Regions from separate parts of the Sus scrofa genome. Here region 1 is linked to region 2. A link is a contact called in public HiChIP or PLAC-seq data. All regions are on one chromosome and are shown on one strand. The core of a region is the stretch at or near the end of the contact, and the rest is flanking DNA. Distances in the headings are between cores, read along the strand shown.

Region 1 (6,358 bases), core at 577-3,076, 89 kb before region 2:
CAGCATCGATCCGACCCACAGCGGTGATAATGCCTGATCTCTAATGGGCTAGGTCACCAGGGAACACCAAATTTATTTTACTGAAATATAGTTGATTTGCAATGTTGTGTTAATTCCTGCTGTACAGCGAAGTGACTCAGTTATACATATATATACATTCTTTTCTGTTACGGTTTATCACTGGATATTGAATAGAGTTCCCTGTGCTATAAGTAGGTCCTTGTGGTTTATCCATTCTATATATACTAGTTTGCATCTGCTAACTCCAAACTCGCCACTCATCCCTCCCCCACCCCCTCCCTCTTGGCAACCACAAGTTTATTCTCTATCTGTGAATCTGTTTCTGTTTCATAGATAAGTTCATTTGTGCCATATTCTTGATTCCACATATAAGTGATATCATATGGTATTTGTCTTTCACTTTCTTACTTAGTATGATAATCTCTAGGCCCATCCAGGTTGCTGCAAACTCTCTGTCTCCCTCTCAAAAGGACACTTGTGGTTACATTTAGGGTCTGTGCGGTTCGCCCGGGATGGTCTCTCCATCTCAATGTCCTTAGTCACATCTGCCAGGCTCCTTTTGCCTGGGCATCTTCAGGGGGCGCTATTCTGCCCACTGTGTGCATTACCAACAGCCTTGCAAGGGCCCTTTCCGCCCACCACATTTCTGTCTCTCTCCTGTGCCAGCACATGCTGATTTGCTTCATTCTTTTCGGCCTGATGGGCACTTGCACAGCAACTGCCTGTTAAAAACCACGCTGGCAATGTTCATAGGGAAACCATCAGAGTTCTGGGCTCCCCTGGGAGCAGAGAGGGGAGCTGGCTAGCTCTGAGAAAGAGTTCTGGAAAATATTGAGCCTTCCCACGGCCAAACTCTCCTCTGGAGGTGCTTCCAAGTCCCCCAGATCCCCCAAGTCAGAGGTGGCTGGTGCAATGTGAGATGTGACCCCAAAGCTGGGATCTGGGGACAAAATGGCATATAAGCAGAGGTCAGTGTACAGTGGGAGAAAGGAAATAAAGTGTCCTTGTTTTCGGGTCACGTGCAGAATGATCAGTGCCTGAATGGACCTACTTAAAATTCAACTGTTTCCTTACATTTACATTTGTCGTTTATGCAGCCTCACATTAGCTACGCTGGTTAACTTTCTTTTTTTTATTTTTATTTTTTCAATTATAGTTGATTTATAGTGTTCTGCTAATTTCTACTGTACAGCAAAGTGACCCAGTCATACATATACATATATATTCTTTTTTTTTTTTTTTTGCTTTTTAGGATTGTACCCATGGCATGTGGAGATTCCCAGGCTAGGGGTCTAATTGGAGCTACAGCTGCCACAACCACAGCAACGCCAGATCTGAGCAGCATCTGCGACCTACACCAGACCTCACGGCAACACCAGATTCTGAACCCACTGATCGAGGCCAGGGACTGAACCTGCAACCTCATGGTTGGATTCATTTTCGCTGCTCCATGACGGGAACTCCTATATATTCTTTTTCTCACATTATCCTCCATCATGTTCCATCACAAGTGACCAGATATAGTTCCCTGTGCATATTGTAAACAGTGAGTGCTGCAATGAAGATACAGGTGCATGTATCTTTTTCAATGAAAGTTTTGTCTGGATATATGCCCAAGAGTGGGATTGCTGGTTCTATGTTTAGTTTTCTGAGGTACTTTCATCTGTTTTCCATAGTGGTTGTACCAAGCTGGTTAACTTTCGGTTGCCCCTCCAGACCCTCCCTGCTCTGTTTATCAGGAGGCTGACCCTGTGGACTACATTTCCCAGGATCCCTTGCACTCTGGCTTCCTTCCAGAATCAGCCAATGGGAAGCACCAAGGAAAGATAGAAGGGTGGGAGAAGAAAAAGGGTGAGGTACTTCCCCGGTACTGCCTTTCCTGCCTGACCGTAACTGGAACAGGGGCTGTGTTCTTCTGCTGAAGGACCCTTCTGTCAGATGGCCCCTGTCCTCCAGCTCCAGCTCTCTCTGGGTTCCAGTAGCTACTTCCTGTCCATGCAGCCTATGGGTAATAACAGCTTCTTGTTTTCAGGAGCCCTGGGCACTGCACAATTTCTTCTTGGGTTCCCTCCACAGACCTCACCTCCACCTTTGTAGGCTGTCCCTTCACTAACTCTCCCAGTTACTCCATTTGAGAACTGGGACTCAGACAGATACAGTGAACAATGATATTTGTGACACTGCAGGTTTGCTGCACAGTTACAACGTGTGAACACACATTGAAATAAATACTAATTATTAAAGCCAAAAAAAATACTGTGGTGTTCTACTTAAAATCATCTCATTTCATATCATTGGTATTCATGGCACTTGGGACATTGTCATGGAATAAGCTCTATTACAGGGATGATAAAAAGCTTGTGGTGGCCATTATGGCTCAGTGGGTTAAGAACCCGACATAGGGTCCATGAGGATGAGGGTTCGATCCCTGGCCTTGCTCAGCAGGTTAAGGGTCCAGTGTTGCTGCAAGCTGCAACATAGGTCAAAGATGCAGCTCAGATCTGAGGCTGTTGTGGCTGTGGTGTAGGCTGGCAGCTGCAGCTCTGATTTGACCACTAGGCTGGGAAATTCTGTATGCTGCAGGTGCAGCCATAAAAAAAAAAAAGAAAAAGAAAAAGAAAAGGAAGAAAGAAAAAAGAAGTAGGATAAAACAAAGCTTATTTGACCTAAGCATGGGGACCAAATAATCATACATCCTGAGGGAGTGGGGTGCAGCTTGCCAAGGTCAGGCTGCACTAGGGATATGGACTGGGGGGAATAATGGAGGAAGATAAAGTCCGTGTAAGCACTCTGGGTACCACTAAATTGTTGGAGTCTGGTATTTCCAATGGGAAACTTACCATTTTTGTAAATAACTGCTTATATGAGGCTGTAACCATGCACTGCTCAGAATTCTTGCTTGCAAGTGACAGAGACCAACTCAAGTTACTATATTAGGTTCCTCGATTGCTGTAACAACATGCCAAAAACTGGGCATCTTAAAACAAGAGGAATTCATTGTCTTACAATTCTGGAGGCCAGAAGTCTGAAATCAAGGGGTCAACAAGGCCATACTCTGATGGTTCTGGGGAAGAACACTTCCTTCCTCTTCTAGCTTCTGGTTTTGCCGGCAACCCTAGGTGTTCCTTGGCATCCTAGTCATACGGCATGGTCCCTTTGAGTCATCTTCCCTCTGTGCATGTCCGTTTCTAAATTTACCCTTTTTTATAGAGACTCCAGTCATACGGGGTTAGGGCCCAATCTAATGACCTCATCTTAACTTGATGACCCCTGTCAAAACACTATTTCCAAATACGGACACATTCTGAAATACAGGGGTTAGTATTTCAACATATATTTTTGTGAGAAGGGACAAAATTCAACTCTTTATTTATTTATTGTCTTTTTGCTATTTCGTGGGCCGCTCTCGCGGCATATGGAGGTTCCCAGGCTAGGGGTCGAATCAGAGCTATAGCTGCCAGCCTATGCCAGAGCCACAGCAACGCAGGATCCGAGCTGCGTCTGCGACCTACACCACAGCTCACGGCAACGCCGGATCGTTAACCCACTGAGCAAGGGCAGGGATTGAACCCGCAATCTCATGGTTCCTAGTTGGATTCATTAACCACTGCGCCATGACAGGAACTCCAAATTCAACTCTTTATAGTGACTCAATTTACAAAAAAGAAGAAGAAGAAGAAGAAAAGGAAGGAAAGGAAATTATTGCTCTGGTTAATAAGAAAAGAAAATCCGGAGTTCCCATCTTGGTGCAGCAGAAATGAACCCGTCTAGGAACCATGAGGTTGCGGGTTTGACCCCTGGCCTCGCTCAGTGGATTAAGGATCCGGCGCTGCCATGAGCTGTGGTGTAGGTTGCAGACGCGGCTTGGATCCCACGTTATTGTGGCTGTGGCGGAACAGCTCCGATTAGACCCCTAGTCTGGGAACCTCCATATGCCGTGGGTGCGGCCCTAAAAAGACAACAACAACAACAACAAAATCAACAAAATCAAGGTGTTGTGGCTAAAAGAAGGGGAGGGTGGATATTGAGAAGATCATTGTCAGTTCCTGCCCAGGAATTTTTTTGGGGGGAGGGGCTTGTCCAAAGTCACACCCTTGGTCAGTAAGGGAAACATATTTGAACCCGCCACTGCCCGTTCTCTCAGCTTTTGCTACATTTGGTAATTGCCTAAAGAGGAAAATTAAAAGATGTTATTCTTTGTTGGTTTGATTGATTTTGGCTATGCTCATGGCATACAAAATTTCCCAGGCCAGGGATCACACCCACATCACAGCAGTGACAATGCCATATCCTTTAAATGCCTGGCCACCAGGGAACTCCCAAAGGTATTATGTAAATGTCCTTTTAAAGTGTTTCTGCTGAGAGAGGCCGAAGAAACACTGGGTTAAGCAAAGGGAAACAGGTTGCTTTGTTCTAGGACTTTTCCAAGTGAATCAAGACGCCCCAGATAACAGAAGCCTTGATTCGAAATGGCTTCTCCTAGAAGGGACTGTATTATGTCACTGCAGTGGAAAACAGAGACTAGAGACTGTGGCAGGGCTGGTTGATTCAGCAGCCCACTTAGGATCAACAAGGATCTGGACTTTTTCCATTTTTGGGCTCTGCCATCTTTAGGCTCATCCCCTCATGGCGCAAGATGGCTGCTGGTGAGCCAGGCATCCAGTCACAAGGCCCGAAGGGCAGCAGAGTGAATATCCTTTCCTCACAGCCCTATGTAAAGACAAGGAAAGCTTCCCTAAAGCTACCGACACTTCCTCTATCACCAGAATTTTCCATGTAACCCCTCCTTGTCCCGTTGTAAACAAGGGAGGCCTCTGAACTCCCAGGATTGGCTTAAGTAACCAATGTCCACTGTGGGGCAGGGGTGGGACCAAGCTGATATCTGGACAACCTCCAAGGTCTGTTGACAGGGAAGGGGTATCACTAATGGGGCCAAACCAACACATGGGTCAGACTTTGAAAGGGCAAACACACTTTGTGTAATCCCTGTAGGGGCAGAAGTCGGCCTAGTCCCCACCCAGAGAGTCAGCTGGTTGTGGGGAGGGGGCTGGGTGGGTGGGGTGAGGGGTCAGGGCATTTGTCCCCAGTGGACTACAGAGGAGATCACAGGAGATTAATGCTTCTCCTAAACTGAATGTTGGAAACACCAGCATTTTATTCTGTCTTGTTTACCTCCATTCAATATTTTTCTGATAACAAAGTAACACTTGTTAGGGTGGAGGCAATGATGTGGAGGGGGAGGGGACCACCCTGGTGGAAGGGCCTGCTGCCTTGCTTGGGGAGCAACACCTTGATTTTTAGCAGGACAATATTTCCTAGGCTCCCTTGCCAGGTTTGGCCATGTGGTTCTCGTTGGCCAGGGAGGTGAAGGCCGGAGTGTTTCGTGGAACTCCCCCGAAGTCTCCTTGATGGAGGATGGCTCGGCTGAAGGATGATCTCTTTGCTTCTTCAGCTGCCTGGAATGCAAATGCCGCGGCTGTGGCGTAGGCCGGCAGCTGCAGCTCTGATTTGTCAACCCCTGGCCCAGGAATTTCCATATGTCACAGGTGCAGCCAGAAAAAGAAAAAGACAAAAAAAAAAAAAGGAAACAGATCTGACTCCAGAAAACCTGCCTTGATTTCCCCCTCAGAAAGTTGTGGTGAGGTCTGGGGAAGAAGGCCAGCATTTCAGGGAATTCCAGGGTGTCAGCTGTCATTTTTCAGCTTTCAGGCCCCAGGGGTTCCAAGGCGGGGTTCCAAGCTGTCTGCTTCCCTGAGGATGGATCTCAACCAGGAGGCTAAGGTGTCTCTTAGCCTAGTGACTCTGGGTCACCAGGATCAATCTGTCAACTGCTCTGGAGTATAAACAAGGCGTGAAATGCTCCCTTCCTCTTGGCTTTGGCCACCTCCTCCATCTGCTGGTGAAATCATCGTATTAGCATCCTGGGATGAGCAAATGAGGTCATGGTGGCAGGCCCGCGCCGGCTGGGCCTGCTCCCATGTGCTCCCAAGCCTGTTCCACCCTGTAGCACTGACTCAAGACCTTAGATCCATTCTGACAGCCACCCGAGTTGTCCTCCACGGAGGGGGACACTTTGGGGTTTTGTTCAAATCCTCCTTTTCAGAACGAAATAATGCCATGTGCAGCAACATGGATGCAACTAGAGATTCTCATACTAAGATAAGTAAGTCAGAAAGAGAAAGACAAACACCATATGATATCACTTATATGTGGAATCTAAAATATGGCACAGATGAACCTATCTACAGAACAGACACAGACTCACAGACATGGAGAACAGACTTGTGGTTGCCAAGGGGGAGGGGGGTTAGTAGATGCAAATCATTACATTTAGAAT
Region 2 (6,282 bases), core at 2,372-4,871:
AGCATTGCTGCAAGCTGAGACATAGGTTGCAGATGCAACTCAGATCCCACATTGCTGTGGCTGTGGCGTAGGCCATAGCTCCCATTCTATCTCTAGCCTGGGAACTTCCATATGCCACAGGTACAGCCCTAAAGACAAAAAAAAAAATTTTTTTTAAAAACGTGTATCCCGGTGGATGCTCCACACACTCTTGGCAAATGAATGAAAGTATGTCTAGCGCCTGATACATGGTAGGTGTTCCACAAAGAGGTGTCGAATAAATGAATGAATCTTGATAGAAGTCAAGCTGCCTTGCTGTTCAAACATTTCCAGATCATTAACAAGATAGATGGAGATGGGGGATGGAGGAGGAGGGGATGGGTGAATGAATGAATGAATAGCAGAAGCCTTTTCTCGAGTCTGGAGTGCTCGAAGCAGAATCTATACTTCTTGTCCCAGACAGGGAGAATGTCAAGGTGACTTGGAGAGCAAACCTCCGTTTCAGAAAGGGGTGCTGGGTCTTTGTGAGCCAGGAGAGGGGGTGCAGGGGCTGGCAGGAGGAAGTCAGGTCAGCTGTGCCAGGGACAACCGGCTGTGCCAGGGACACTGTGCCCCAGGCAGGGCAGGCACCCCGCCCCACTGCCCCTGACCTTGCCTCATCCCGCAATAGAGCATCCATTGTCAGCGGGTAATTGGGTTCCGGCACATCCCCTCCCCCAGCTGCGGGTGGAAGCAAAGGGAAACACAATCTGTTTTCTATTTGTCACAGCTGCCAAGATGCCACTCCTTGCTCTGCTTCCCACCCCCTCCCCACTGAGCCACAGTCGCTATAACAGTCCTCGGCCGCCCCGGGCTGCGGGGATTAGAGCTGCTGCTCAGGCTGGCTAACCTGGGAGAATCATGACAAAAACCTAAAGGAGTTCCCTGGTGACTCAGCAGGTGAAGGATTCAGCATTGTTACTGCAGCTGCTCAGGTCGCTGCTGTGACTCAGGTTCAATCCCTGGCCCAGGGATCTTTCAAATGCCATGCATGTGGCCCCCAAAAAAGACAAAACCGTAAAAACAGCCTAACAGGTCTCCTGGTTCATATCCTCATCTACAGGGAGCCTAAGATATTGCCCTTCCGTTGGAATCTCTCCACCCAAAGGAGAGGTTCACATCCTGGCTCCCTTTCTTTGTGGCCATGTGACCTTGGGCCAGTCACCTAACCTCTCTGGGCAAGGGTTTCTCGTTTGTAAAATAGGGATGATGCTAAGATTAGGAAAGGCTGTAGGCGGTCTTGAATGTTTTCATCCAGGCAGAGTGTTAGGCCTGCAATGTTTGGTAACTGCTACAGGTCATTGGGTTTATTGGAAGAGAGCTGGAGCTTGCATATTTTAATGTTTTTTGCAGAGGTGACTGTCTTTGCCCCAGACCACTCTGAGATGGTCAGAGAGGGTCGTCTGTGTAAGCCCAGGATCGCCTGCTTGCTCTACCCACTTGCATCCAGAGGACCTACTGGGTGGGTGTTCCTTGGTGGCCTAGCTTTTAAAGGATCCAGCATTGTCCCTGCTGTGTCTTGGGTTCACTCCCCACCCCAAGAACTTTGTGTGTTGCAGATGCAGCCAAAAAAAAAAAAAAAAAAAAAGCAGAGGCCCTACTGAAGGTCCAGTGTGTGCCCATCTTGTGCTGATGGGAAGAAAGCAAGGCGGTACCAGGAGGGACATAAAAAGAACTGGAAGGTTTGGGGGAGTTCCCATCGTGGCTCAGTGGGTTAAGAACTCAACTAGTATCCATGAGGATGCCAGTTCGATCCCTGGCCTCGAACCCTCTGTGGGTTAAGGATCTGGTGTTGCTATTGCCACAGTGGTATTGTCACTGCAGTGGCTTGGGTTTGATCCCTGGCCCAGGAACTTCCACATGTGGAGAGCATGGCCAAAAATAAATGAAGCCAAAAGGAAGTTCTCTAAATAGAGAAGAATCAGGAAAGAAGAAAATTTGGGTAAATTAAAAAAAAAAGAAGAACTGGAAGGTTTGGGCTCTGCCCACGGAGGGCTGACAACCACCTGAGTTGGGCTAGAAGACAGCCAGGCTCTGGGGACACATCTCTGGCCCTCAAGTTCTACAGGAGTTGAAGAAACGCAGCAGGCATGGAGGGCTTCCCGGAGGAGGTGAGCCAGGTTTGAATCCTGCCTCTGCTGGGGATCTTCGGCAATGTCTTCACCTCCCTGGGCTTGGTGACCTCATCTTTTGGGAACGTCAAGAAAAACAACAGCTCAAGTCAGCCAGGCCTTTAATGGACAGGGTTAGGGCTGTTGATGTAGAAACAAAGACATCTTGAATTCAGCTTTCGTTGGAGGAAATCCCAGCAGGGCCTTGGCCTTGATGTTCAGAGTGACTCTGCTCCTGCCCCTGGAGGTCCAGCCATAGACAGACCTTCACTGAGGTCTGGCTCTATTCCCATGTCTCTGAATACCTCAAGCAAATCACTTAAGCTTTGAGACTCAGTTTCTCCAACTGTAAAATGGGACACCATGCACCAGTATGACTGGGGGTGCTTAGCTAACATAGATCTGGCACATAGAGATGTTGCTCAAAAGATCAAAGCAGGAGTTCCCGTTGTGGCACAGTGGAAACGAATCCAACTAGGAACCATGAGGTTGCAGGTTCAATCCATGGCCTCGCTCAGTGGGTTAAGGATCCGGTGTTGCTGTGGCTGTGGCGTAGGCCAGCGGCTACAGCTCTGATTGGACCCCTAGCCTGGGAACCTCCATATGCCATGGTGCGGCCATAGAAAAGACAAAAAGACCAAAAAAAACAAACAAAAAAATCATCAAAGCAACTGCTCCTAATTTTTTTTATTTGTCCTTGACTGTGGCATGCAGAAGTTCCCAGGCCAGGGATCGAATCCTGGCGCCAACAGTGACAATGCCAGATCTTAACCCACTGAGCCGCCCAGGGAACACAGCAACTACTCCTAATTTCTAAGGCCAAGAAGAGGTGTCTGAAAAAGGAAAGTGACTAATAGACAGCAAAGGTCAGCTCTTGGTGGGCGTGTCAAGATCCCCCCTTCCCTTTTGGATGAATCAACTTGAACATGGCAATAATAGCCAGCCTTGGTTCTGAATGACCGCAGATGCACAAAATTGGGTTAACCATCGTCTCCTGACTCACTCCCTTTGTTGGTGGGTACCTGGCCGGGTTTTTTTGTTTTTGTTTTCTTTTTCACCGTCTAGGGATCTAATCCGAGCCATAACTATTGATCCACTGCGCCACAGCAGGAACTCCCACCTGGCATGTTTTTTATTTTATAGTTTTGTCTAGCTCTTCACCACTTTCTGTACCTTTGAACTTATTGTTCTGTAATACAATGGACACTCATGTGACACTGTTCCCAGGGCAGGGACAAGACTGTGCCTCATGCAGTTCCCCATGGGTCCCCTCTCCCCAGCCATGTAAGCACCTTTCCTTGATCTCATGAGCAACTATTTTGTCCTCACTTCAGGCCAGGCACAGCACCCAGAATTTACGTTTGTCATTTCCTTGCTTCTTCTTTTTTTTGTTTTGTTTTGTTTCGGTTTTGGCTGCCCACCCCTCCCCCCACCCCCCAGTATACAAACGTTCCTGGGCTAGGGATTGACTCCATGCCCCAGCAGTGACAACACCAGGTCCTGAATTCCCATTCCCTTGCTTCTTTGCATGAAGATTACTGGGGGCATCTGTTTATGTGTGTGTCCACACTTGTGCTTCTCAGGCTTCAGTGGGCTCAGAATCACCAGGACAGCTGTGAAGATAGATTCCAGGCCCCAGCCCCAGAGTGTCTGATTCTGCAGGTCCGGAGCAAGGTCCAAGAATTGGCATTTCTAACACCTTTCGTGGGGACAGTGCCGCCACTGTTACTGGGGACCATACCTTAAGAAGCGGGGCACTGAAGATTATAGTATGGAGTTCGAGTTGTTTGCGAGCATCATAACAAGGGTGTCATGTTATGCGTAGTCTTCTGGGCTAGGTGTTTTCATTCAACCCCAGTGATTTCCTAAGCGTGAATTTGCCTCCGGCGGATGTCTGGAGACATTTCAGCTTGTCATGACTGGTTGGGTGTGGTACGTGACTGGCATCTAGTGGGTAGGCTCCAGGGACGCTGCTCACCATCTTGCGTGCCCAGGAAGCTCCCTGCAACAGAGTGACCCGTGTTCTCAACATCAACAGTCCCAGGAGAAATGGAAACATTTGTTCACGCAAACATCCACACAACGCAAACATCCACACATGCAAACATGTGTATATACTTTAGTTACGAAAAAAGAAAGAAAGAAACAGGAAGCTCCTGCTGTGGTGCAGTGGGTTAAGGATCCAGTGTTGCTGCAGCCATGGCACAGGTCACAGCTGCCGTCTGGATTCAATGCCTGGCCAGGGAACTTCCACATGCTTCGGGTAAGGCCAAAAAAACCAAATGGGAAACAACCCAAATGTCCATTGATGGATGAATAAACAGTATGTGGTCCTTTCAATGATGGAATAGGATTCAGCCATAAAGAGGAATGACATGATGCAACAGGCTACAGTGTGGATGAACCTTGAAAATCTAATGGTGAACAAGAGAACCCAGACATGAAAGGTCCCACGTTGTGTGATGCCATGGATGTGAAATGCCCAGAAAGGGCAAATCCATGGAGACAATAAGTAGATTGGTGGTTGCCAGAGGCAGGGGAGGAAGTAATGGGGTGACCGCTGATGGGTAGGGGATTGCCCTTCAGGGACGATGCAAATGTTCTAAAATTGATCAGGGTGATAAGGACACAGCTCTGTGAATAGACTAAGATCCATTGAATTGCATGATTTAAGAAGGTGAATTACATCGTATGTGAATTCTCAGCAAAACTGAGATTAAAAAAATTAAAATGAGGAGTTCCTGCCGCAGTGCAGGGGGTTAAGGATCTGGCATTGCCACAGCTGCAGTGTAAGTCATAGCTGCAGCTCAGATTCAATCCCTGGCCTGGGAACTCCATATGCCTTGGGGCAGCCAAAAAAAATTTGAAATTAAAATGAGAAAAAATTAAAATTAAAAAAGTGTCAGTTAAGAAATTCTGCCATTTACTGACACTATCTTTTACTGAGACTCAGCCCATGTGAGCCTAGAGCTGCTGCCTATTCATTTTCTCTACTGTGTAATATTCCACACCATAGTTATCCATCTTCCTGGCAAAGAGTATTTGGGTTGGTTCCACATTTTGCTGGAGCCCAGTGAATAGGGCTGCCAAGCACATTCTTGTACCCATAGTTCAGGGCACACAGGCAAGAGTTTCACTTTGGCACATACCTAAGAGAAAAATGACTAAATCACAAGGAAGAGGAATCAGCTTTACCAGCTGTCATATTAAGCACTTTCCACTCACTCCAGGCCCTGGGCTAATTATCTACCTTTTTTCTCACCCACTTTATTTATTTACTTTTTTAGGGCTGAATCCACAGCATGTGGAAATTCCCAGGCTAGGGGTCCAATCTGAGGTGTAGCTGCTGGCCTGCGCCACAGCTACAGCAACACCAGATCCGAGCCGTGTCTGCAAACTACAGCGCAGCTCACAGCAACTCCAGATCCTTAACCCACTGAGCAAGGCCAGGGATCGAACCCATGTCCTCATGGATACTAGTCAGGTTTGTTACCACTGAGCCACAATGGGAACTCGTTCTCACCCATTTTAGAGATGAGGACACTGAGGCTCAGAGAGCTGAATTAACTGGCTTGGCCCAGGACGAACAGACCAGACTATAGCTCTCAGTTCACACATCCCACAGCTAACTCCCCCTCCAGCCTGAGTGACAGGCTTCCCCAAGCAGATACGCTGTGAGCAGCAAGGGCCAGGGTGGGGGGGGTGCTTGCCAGAAGCAGCTTTGAATAATTCACCAGCCACTTCCAGCCCAGCCTGGATATGGAGATGACAGCGGGTGACAACTTGTTTAGAAAACAGCCCATTGCTTCTGAGACATCCATATGGAAGAGCCTCAGAGGCTTCTCAGGGTGGGGCCTGCTGAACTTTCTAGAACGGCTGGCAAATCTACATCACACACCACAGTCCTCTCCTCCACCACCCTGAAGCCTCCCTCCTGCCTTGTGGCTAAAGTCCAAAAGGAGCTCACACACCGAGCAGAGCAAGATTGTGCAGCAGTGATGCCTGGGGCTGTCGGCTCATGGCAGTCCTCCCTCCAAATCCCACTTTTACCACGGGCTTGCTGTGTGACCAAGGGACAGTGACTTGACATCACTGAGCCCGACTTCTCACTTCAAAACATCAGTGCAGAAGGCATACAGCCTAGGCTCCAAAT

The links. HiChIP or PLAC-seq counts read pairs in DNA pulled down with a chosen protein or histone mark.
Region 1: an H3K27ac HiChIP or PLAC-seq map of alveolar macrophages shows a contact between it and region 2. The contact joins two enhancer-like sites. A contact is called at or near these places in 3 of 47 Hi-C or Micro-C datasets (alveolar macrophages, brain and fetal liver) and 2 of 2 datasets of contacts at active chromatin or transcription factors (alveolar macrophages and skeletal muscle).

Annotation. Positions count from the first base shown.
Region 1 is chr14:28,512,624-28,518,981 of Sscrofa11.1, reverse strand. No RefSeq gene overlaps it. Among named protein-coding and RNA genes, the nearest start is that of NCOR2, 130 kb to the left of the region's middle. Within about 2 kb of position 1,826, at least 14 of the 83 cell types and tissues checked have an H3K27ac peak or open chromatin away from gene starts, as enhancers often do. A contact at or near this core is called in alveolar macrophages, where this site is marked.
Region 2 is chr14:28,425,365-28,431,646 of Sscrofa11.1, reverse strand. No RefSeq gene overlaps it. Among named protein-coding and RNA genes, the nearest start is that of SCARB1, 130 kb to the right of the region's middle. Within about 2 kb of position 3,621, at least 5 of the 83 cell types and tissues checked have an H3K27ac peak or open chromatin away from gene starts, as enhancers often do. A contact at or near this core is called in alveolar macrophages, where this site is marked.